2 separate regions of the Zea mays genome follow, and region 2 is linked to region 1. The links are chromatin contacts, called in public Hi-C maps. All regions are on one chromosome and are shown on one strand. Each heading gives the region's core, a stretch centred on a gene start, on an enhancer-like site or on the middle of the called end of the contact. The rest is flanking DNA. Distances are from core to core; before and after follow the strand shown. Region 1 holds the start of LOC100217215 (Pre-mRNA-splicing factor 3). Region 2 has its middle 5.7 kb from the start of LOC118472056.

The links. A called contact is a pair of places that touch in the nucleus more often than the background predicts.
Region 2: a Hi-C map of tassel shows a contact between it and region 1, with 3 times the contacts expected there. The contact joins the enhancer-like site here to the promoter of LOC100217215 in region 1. A contact is called at or near these places in 2 of 25 Hi-C or Micro-C datasets (ear and tassel).

Annotation. Positions count from the first base shown.
Region 1 is chr5:143,084,487-143,089,184 of Zm-B73-REFERENCE-NAM-5.0, forward strand. It overlaps LOC100217215 (Pre-mRNA-splicing factor 3), which reads left to right and starts at 2,040. Exons shown (of 6, transcript NM_001359704.1): 1 at 2,040-2,801; 2 at 3,876-4,139; 3 at 4,228-4,662. The coding sequence starts at 2,145.
Region 2 is chr5:143,644,036-143,648,880 of Zm-B73-REFERENCE-NAM-5.0, forward strand. No RefSeq gene overlaps it. Among protein-coding and RNA genes, the nearest start is that of LOC118472056, 5.7 kb to the right of the region's middle. Within about 2 kb of position 2,311, at least 16 of the 20 cell types and tissues checked have an H3K27ac peak or open chromatin away from gene starts, as enhancers often do. A contact at or near this core is called in ear and tassel, where this site is marked.

The DNA.
Region 1 (4,698 bases), core at 790-3,289:
GAAGGTTAGTTCGAGATCAAAAATAAAAAATCACACAAAATGACACACCTTAATTTGCAGCGATGATTTTATTTTAAGCAAGCGACAAATATAAATTTACAATGAAACTTAATTTTGATTTTTTGGCCCGAATAAAAGCGACAAATAGTTTTAAAACGAAACAACTTGCATTATTTAATTTTGATTTGAACTACGAGCATTTAATTCAGAAACATGGACAAATTTAAGCCAAACCATTTTAAAAATAGAACACGAGATTTTTTTTGGGAAAGTCGATTTGAATTTCTGTCGAAATTTTTGTATTTCTTGTTCGTCGCTATTGCGAGTTATTTGATTCGAAAAAACTTAGAAAAAAATTAATTTATATTAGAGGGTTTTAATCTTTATCTATTTATTTCCATCTAGCATGAATAATGCTAGAAAAAACAAAAAATATCAAAATTTAAATAAAAAAGGAAAAAAATATAAAGAAGCTCACGCACGCAAGCAGCTATTAATATGGTTATGGAGCTACTTTCAACCTTCCAAGGATACCAACCCAAAATCAAAACAAACAGAGATCTCTTGAATTGCATGCAACTAGACGACAAGCCATGATTTGATTATCCGAAAAGGTTCATCAAGCTTAAAGCACAAGTGACCAAATTCCAAAAAGCAACTATTATGCAATAGTAATCTAGGGCTTATACATAGACTAATGTGCATTGCATTCCATTAGATTACCTCTAGAATATGCAAGCAATGTATTTGAAGTAACGAACAAATATGCCAAGTTGGATGTGGATTACCGAAGGTGCAAGACAATACATAATTCAAATATGTAAGCAGAGAAACTACATAGGCAAACACATTCCCATGGTACAATTTGATGAGACTCATAGTGAGAGTGATAGTGAGGGTGAAGAGGAGACCTCTACTAAGGAACACATTAAGCTATCATAAGAGACTCATTTGTTCTTGAACAAGAAGAGAGAATAATACAAAGAATTGTGCAAGAAGCACAAAGCTTTTGAGCAATCCTTTGAAACTTATGAGAAGTTGAAAGAAGCTCATGCCCCTCTTCTTGAAATAGTAAGTATAGGTGTTACAAGTAATATTCTTGATGATACTATTTATACACAAACCTGTACTGCTCCTACTAATACTCCTTGTAGAAATACAAATAGTTTCACTAATAATATCTCACTCGTGGTTATAAGGCATGCTTGCTAAAGTGCTTGCATAGACAAAAGTTTTATCTCAACAAAGAGGGGGTTAGGCTACACCCTTAAGGTTGTCAAGACGATCTTCGTAACTCACAAAACTAGTTTTATGAAAGGGAATGATCATTTTGCTTAAAATACAAGTAAGTTGGATATTTGGAGCAAAATTTCAAGAACAAGAACAAAACCACATCTTCTATTAAATTTGATTCCTATTATTTACTTACAAAGGGGTGTTAGGGTATGGACACTAAATTCATCGGTGCACCTATTGTTGCCCTAAAGAAGAAGACAATTTGGGTACTCAAAAGTCTTGCAACTAATAACATTGGAGGACCCAATTAAGTTTGGTTACCTCAAAATTGATTTTATTTATAGATAAATTACAAGAAGGAAGAAGACATCGATTGATTGGCAATGTTTAGTTCAATTGATTCAAGCGAAAATAATAAATATAAGAGTATAACATTATCTGATAATGGTAAAGGCCCTCCTAAATTTTAGAAACTAAACTTGAGTTCCTATAAATCCTATTTGAAAGATCTATTTTAGTTATTCTGTTTGTTATTTTAGGGAATTTTAGTGACTAAATTTTAGAAGGCGAGAACCAAACACCCCTAAAGTATGGGTAAAATAACAATAATCAGATTGTACAACTGTTTTGTAGAAAAATCTAGCGAAAATAGTCAGAATTTCGTATGGGAGCGCAAACTCGATGCTTGCCTCGTAGAGTGGTCCCAAACATTCCTCCACCGACACCAGCCCACTACATACCGGTAGGCCCGATCTGGTTTATACGAACGTAACACCGAGGAACTACGATCCCCAACGGCCCAATTCAACCCGCCCCACGCGACGCCGACCGCAGATCCTTCATCTCTTTCCTCCCTCGTAGGCGAACCCGACTCAAACCCTAGCCCCCTCTCCTTGCCATCCCCGCCCATGGATCGCGATCGCTCCTCACGGCGCACTCGCAACGACGACGGGCACCACCGATCCCGCGGCCGGGACGACGACCGGCACCGCCGCCGTAGTCGCCACGACACCGAGGATCACCAGCACGACGGTGGAGACGAGGACCGTCGCCACCGCCGCCACCGCGACAAGGACGGTGGCAGAGGCGGCGAGGATGACCGCCGGCACCGTGACCATCACGATAAGGACGACAGCCGTTGCCACCGCTACCGTGACGGCGGTGACGACGATCGCCGCCGCGGGAACCGACGTTCCGTTTCCCCGTCCGAGTCCCCGCCACCCTCGGCGAAGCGGGACCGCTCGTCTAGCCGCCCCCGGGAGCTTGTCGAGCGCCGCGACTCCACCGACCGCGAGCCGCGGTCGCCGTCGCGGAAGAGAAAGGGGCACGAGGGCGGTGGCGACGGGGACGAGCCCGGCCGCGAAGGGGGCAAGCGGGCCAGGGCCTCCGTAGACCCGCCTCCACCCAAGGAGGAGAGGCCTAGGCGGGAGCGCCGGAGGTTTGAGGATGTCGGTGCGAATGGGAAGAATGGTGATGTGAGTAAGTCGAGTAAGGAAATCTCATCTCATGGGCAGAAGGGGGAGTTATCAATTAACGGAGATTCACAGAACGGCAATGGGCCTAATGTAAGTGTTATTACAGTTTCTGAGGTCCGTTTGTTTTGTTCTCATTGATTACTGAAGCTTGGGCAAGTAGAATGCTTATGATTGCTAGTATAACCTTTTTGTCAAGTGAGCGATGGTTGTACACTTGTACACTACTAGGTTCTGGGTTATGGAAACCTGGAGAAATGGAATGGGTAGATTGCTGTACTTTTTTAGTTCCTGGCATATCAGTTCATCATCTATCATCTGTCTTGAAAATGTTGAAGAGCTTAAAGTCTTTCTGCAGAATCTGTGTTTTAAGGTTCAGTTCTGCCCAAGAAGTTTATGCCATCTAAATTGAGTGGTATTGCTTGAATGTCTCCTTGTGAAAATATCTTAGGAGATTAACAGTTACTGTTGCTTGATTTGAGTGGCTAATGTTATTACAATGCCAACTTTTGCCCTAGATTCAGTAAGAATAAGGCAGCTATGACAATGATCCTAAGTCATAGTTATGACTGTTTTGTGCTGTCATATGTCTACAATATGCTTTGTTTGGCGCCTGTAAGTTGTAAGCATGCTGTTATTATGCAGCTTTTCGTGTTATTATAAATACATTCTTACAAGCTACTCTTCAGTCAAGACTAATGCAGTCCCTTATTGGTTTATGTTTGCCCAGTAGTGGTGAATAGTATAGTTATCTTTTAGAGGAATTGAATGATGTTTCTAATATGAAGTTGTTTGAGGAATGTCATAACATTTTTGCCCATGCTATAATCTGCCTATTTTTTTGTAGACGCTACTTTTTGCATTTGGTTGTAGTCTCTACTCTTGCAAGGCTGTGGCATTTAAAGTGAAATGCTTAAATGTCTGTTAAAAATTTGTCATTTCGATATGCTAAGTCATATGCTGGCCTGGATTTGAAGATGCACTATTTTTTTGTGTGCTTTGGGCTATCCTGCACATTCCACTTGACCATTTTGTTAGTACTTTTTTTTGGGTGCGCTTGTTTTATTATCTGTCTTTTTAAGTGGCATGCATTTTGCGACAAAATTGATGATTCATTATATTCCGGTTGTTTATTTCTATGTTGACTTCTCATCTCATATTTTGCAGGCTGGTTCTCAGCAACTGCTCAGTGCCGTTCCTATGCCATCTTCTGTTCCCATTCCTTCAAAGGTATCTTCAATTACTACCAACAATGCAAATGAGGGAGTTAGTATTAGATCTGATGAGGTTACCGTAAAATCTAGTACAGATGGAAGTGCAACATCTGCTGCTGGCAAAAGTAGTAACCTATCTCTTGATGCTTTAGCCAAAGCAAAAAAAGCTTTGCAACTGAAGAAGGAACTGTCAGAAAAACTCAAGAAATTACCTATGGTAAGAAAACATAGCTAGTCCCAGTCCCTTGCTCTAATTTTTAATTGTACCTTTGCAACTGTTCTAAGTTTTTTTTCCTCCCCCACAGCTTAATAATAAGCTTGGTACATCTGTTACTGCTACACAAGTTTCTAAAGAAGAAGCAAAAACTTCTGTATCAGCTGTAGATGCACAACTCTTTTCTAAAGGAGAAGCAAAACCTACTGATGTTTCTGTTCTGCCAACTAGTACCATCTCTGGAACGCCGGCCGTAGGTGGTGCTATCGGTATTCCAGGTCTTACGAACATTCCCAATCTTGAATCTGTGAAGCGAGCCCAAGAACTTGCTGCTAAGATGGGGTTTCGCCAAGATCCACAATTTGGTCCTCTTATCAACTTATTCCCTGGTACATCCACTGAAGTTACTGTGCCACAAAGGCCTGCAAAGGCTCCTGTTCTTCGCCTTGATGCCCAAGGTAGGGAAATTGATGAGCAGGGAAACGTTATCAGCATGACAAAGCCAACAAATCTGAGTACTCTGAAGGTAAACTTTTATAGATTGCTGTAGAGCTTACTATAC
Region 2 (4,845 bases), core at 1,061-3,560, 560 kb after region 1:
GACAGATATCACCCAGGTCCACTAGAAGGCAAGAAGGCCTCGCGAAGGGTTTCTGGGCTTGTTGTATCGCAAAGCCATTCCTTCGTGGGCCAAGGGAGGACTACTAGCGGAATGGGCCAACAGGAGAAGGAAGCAGGCTCCGGCCCAAGCAGCTCGTTGGATTTAGGCGCTATCCATAGCGTCTGCATGACTTTCCTGCGCGCAGCACCCTTGAACATCGGAATGGATTGGAGATAAATCGACAAGATTATAGGAAGATAAGTTCAGTCGGTTCACTATTGTTTAGGTACTCATCGTCATCCCATACGCATGTAGTGCCCCACGGTCGAATATATAAGGCCTAGGGGGTACCCCATCATTTCCAAGTCAATCACCAACCCACCTCACTAGTTTCTCTCCATTCTGGAGACTTCTCTTGTAACCCACCACATAAAGATCCACACCAGGAAGTAGGGTATTACGCCTCTCCAAGCGGCCCGAACCTATAGAAAATTGTCTGTCTTCTCTCGTGCATCTCGCATGAACCATTGATTTACAGTCAACAGCACCGTCCTACCCAAAAGCACTGCGAGGGGTAACCCTGGGTGTGCGGTCGGGCTCCAAACACCGACAGGGTGTAGTATGATGACCAAGATGTTGAGAAAGACTTAACCATAAAGAACAACTTTAAACACATGACCGACTTAGTAGATTGATGTTCCATGAATTAGATATATTTAAGGAGTAGGCACATGGCTTAACTCTATCATCAAGTCTATATTCGTTGATATGTGCCAACACATAGCCATTAGTAGCCCCCAACATCTTAGGTGCAACATGACAATCAAAATGACGGAAGCAAAAAAACTCAACATAAAGAAATCTTAAACATAAAAACAACTTAGTTGTTCATGATTTTGCCATCATTAAGTGATATACAATAAGTACCAAAGTTAAAAGACTCAAGACTAACCCGTTGGACAACTCGGTCCGCGAGAAAAATCGTTCTTCTCCAAGATGGTGACACCACGTAATATTTGTAGGTAAATCCTAATAGAATAGGTCATCATCTTGTAATAGCTGCGCACTAACTCCTTGTTTATTTGATTTATTGCTAGCCTAGAATCCCTTGGAACTTGGATCCATCATATGCCAAATACAATGGCTATCCTTATATTAAGCAATAATGTTTTGTATCCTACAATGTAGTTGGAGGTAGGAAAATGCATCTATAGTCTGTATTTGAACTTCTAACCTTTGGAGGTAATAGTTACCATGGTCCACTAATGGTTTGGCCAAATTCGAACCCAAACCAAAGTAGAAAATGGGCTCAAATCTGAGTTTTGTCATAGTCGAGACCGAAGTCGAATTTGAGTCATAGTCGAAGGTGGAGACGAATCCAAATCCAAGTCATACACAAAGGTGGAGTCAAATCCAAGAACATGTCATAGCTGAAACTAGAGTTGAATATATGTCCATGTAGGAGTCAAAGTTGGAGTTGGATCCGAGTCCATGTAGGAGTCAAATCCTAATCCAAGTAGAAGATGAAGTTGGAGTCGGTTGAACCCAAGTAGGAGTCGAATTCTAATCCAAGTAGGAGACGAAGTTGCAATAGAATTTGAGTCTAAGTAGGAGTCGAATCCTAATCCAAGTAGGAGACGAAGTTGGAGTGTAAGAGACGAAGTTGGTCAGCATATAGGTGGTGAACTTCATGGCTACCATCAACTCTCAGTTGATCTGTGCAACTCCTACCTAGCGTGCCAGCTGTCAAGGAATTTTCAGCTTTGAATTTATGGGTAGGTTGCGAGATCGAAAGTTGAAGGTAAAACGCGAGATACACGAAGATTTAGACAAGTTCAAGCTCTCGATGTGAGAGAGTACCATATGTTTTGTATGGGGTGGTGTTGTATTCTCTGATGAGATGAGATCTGATGCCCTTAGGAGGGCTCCTTTGCCCCTCTTTTTATAGTTCGAGGTATAATGGTTACATGATGGTAGAGGTGTACATTTAGGCTAGGCTTGGTGGGCTAGTACGAAGCACATAAAAAAACATGGCACAACATAAAATAATTTCGGGTCGGACTGACCTGGCCCTATGTTTGAGATCGTGTTTGGGTCGAGAGAACAGCGGGCAGGAGCCCGGCCTGTTTATGTAAGCACTAAACAACCCGTTTACATGCACAAAAAACATGTAAATAATTTAATGCACAATTTACACCCCTACCCGTTTACAGGCCGTAGGCCCAAAATGCAAGCTGGCCGACCCGATGGCCGATTCCACCCAGCCGTGAGCCGGCAGCCGCTGTGCTGTAAGGCCTATCCCCTGAAGCGTAAGCCTGTACGACTGTACCAGTGCCCAACAGCAGAAGGCCCAAGCCAAACCCAAAGAACTCAACGTCACCACCGACCCAAAGAACTGCCAAATATCTTCATTATTTTGGGTACATTACATATAACTTCTATCTGCTACTGAAGAATTATGAGAAAACATTATTTATTAATAATAAAATATCTTACTTATTTGTCATAATCATGTGATTTCATTGATCACTGACGTACATTATTAGATAGATATGTTATATATAGGTTCAGAGGACCAATATAAAACCATATCTAAGAGAAACAAATTAGGCTTGAAAAATGTGACGGGTGGCTCTAGTATCTACCAAAAAACAAAAAGGTGAGGGGTTTCACCAAGGACTTATTCACGCGACAAATGAGGTCTATCACCTATGCCCATGGTTAAGCCATATAGTAAAGCCCATTGACATGACTTAGACGAAAAGTGATGGGCCATGTTAAAGCCCATCGCTCCTGTTTTGAGTAACGGGCCGCCTGTAGACCTGCGTCACTGTTGGTGAATTCAAATGTGATAGTGACAAGAGAATGTGCAACAGGAAGTGTACATGATTGAAGATCGGTATAAGCTCCATGAACGCTCGTATCGGGTCATTATTTTGAGGTTCTCACAAGGTGATAACAACAACATCGTGTAGATTATATTTATTTACTAGGGTCGTGCCCCTACACGAGATTTTGTTTTCGTATTTTCCTTTTTTTTGTCACATGCATGCGGCTTACATTTTATAGTTGTTTTTAATAATCATGTTGTTGGTAATTCGGTACAAAAATGTAAGAAAAAAAGGTATACCACAAAAAACATAGACTGCTGCTTGACAAAAAAAAACTAATAAAATGCTAAAACAGTACGTTGTCCATTTGTGCAAAAAAAAATGCATGAGAAAATGTCAAGTGCTGTATATACGTAGAGTATCTCTTGTAGTGAGCACCTAGTGAACTTGTGTGCCAAAAGGCCCTAGGTACACGCGTATTCGCTCCAGTGTACTATTAGTTGTTGTTTAGGACAATAACATGGTCTCTAAAATATAAATTTGACTCATGCTTATTTGTTAAAGTATATATAAAGTCTTAATATATTTAGACTTTTTATAAATGTACTTATGTTGCTGTCTTAAACCACAACTAAGAGGCGGTCAGGGTCGGCTGGGGAGGGAGATGGCGGCAGTACCTGCATGTTTGTATACGTACTGAAAGAGAGACAGGTACAGCACGTACATATACATAATTGTTCGTCAGCCAAGCATGGCAAATGTAGCGCAGGAACTGCAATTCTGTTCCGTGTCTACCGGCGAAAATACAGGAGGCCTCTTTGTCGTCTAACCGTTGTTGGTTTCTTCCCCTGACGGATCTTTCTCCTTCCCTCCGATCGGGCCCTGCGCTGCATGCACCAGTCACCAGTCTGCCATCTGCTGAAACCTGAAACGGTAGTACACCCACATTGACGACGACGCATGCAGCTGACGACCCTCATCTCCCGTGCATGAGCCCCATGGCTCTAGCCTATAGCTGTAGGGCTACAAGGCTAGATAGAGAGACCGCGAAAGAGGTAGTAGGGTGCCAGTTGAATGTGCAGGAGAGGCAAGATATATCATATATATTCTCCTTCCTTTTCCCAAAATGGATATTTTCCAGCAGTCGTGCACTGATATCCTAGTTGCAGCTAAAAGATCTATGTGAAAGAAGGATACAAAAGAGAGAGCCAATAGCTAAACATTAATATTTGTACCTATATATTTATTTAAACTTTAGATATTCTTAAAAGTATTGTATATTTAAAGACAGAGGTAATAGCCAAACGCATGGGGCTGTTAATTTTGTTTTGTGGCATTATTTGCATTTGCTCATCTATACTACTTATTAAGAAGGTAAGAGTAGTCTGGCGTTCTGCCCTCCCCCGTGTTCTGCCGTTCTGCCCTTCCCCGCGAAAACTTTGGATCTATTGAGTAGAATGTCTAGCCTTCCACTCTCTAACCAACGTGACTCATGTTGAATTGTGTACAACTTCAACTAAGACTTTATTTGTGTTTAACCCGCCGTCCACTCTGTATGCTCACTGAGTCTAGAAAAACATTTATAGCTTGGTCCCTGATCTTTCTGGAATTTGGGACGCAGTCCAGGAAATAAAGAAAATAGGGAAAAGGAGTTTAGAAATTGATTTTTAGTTTAAAAATAATTGCATAAACCCATTTAATTCATGGAAATTTCATATTAAATCCAAATAAGTTCATTCCAATTTCTATAATTCTATAATATTATTTTTTATCACATAATACCTCTGTTTTGTCATGAAAACAACAATAAAATTGATTTCCTAATTAATCCTATATCAAATACATAGAAACTTTGGAAATTCGTAACTTCCCTATTTTAATTCTAAATTGAACTGTTTCAGTTGTGTTAGTCTCGTATGAATATTTACTACGCAGTAACAATATTGATTATACCATGTTTCATACTTTTATAATTAGATATTTATTTATCCTATGTTAATTGGGTTAATCTATG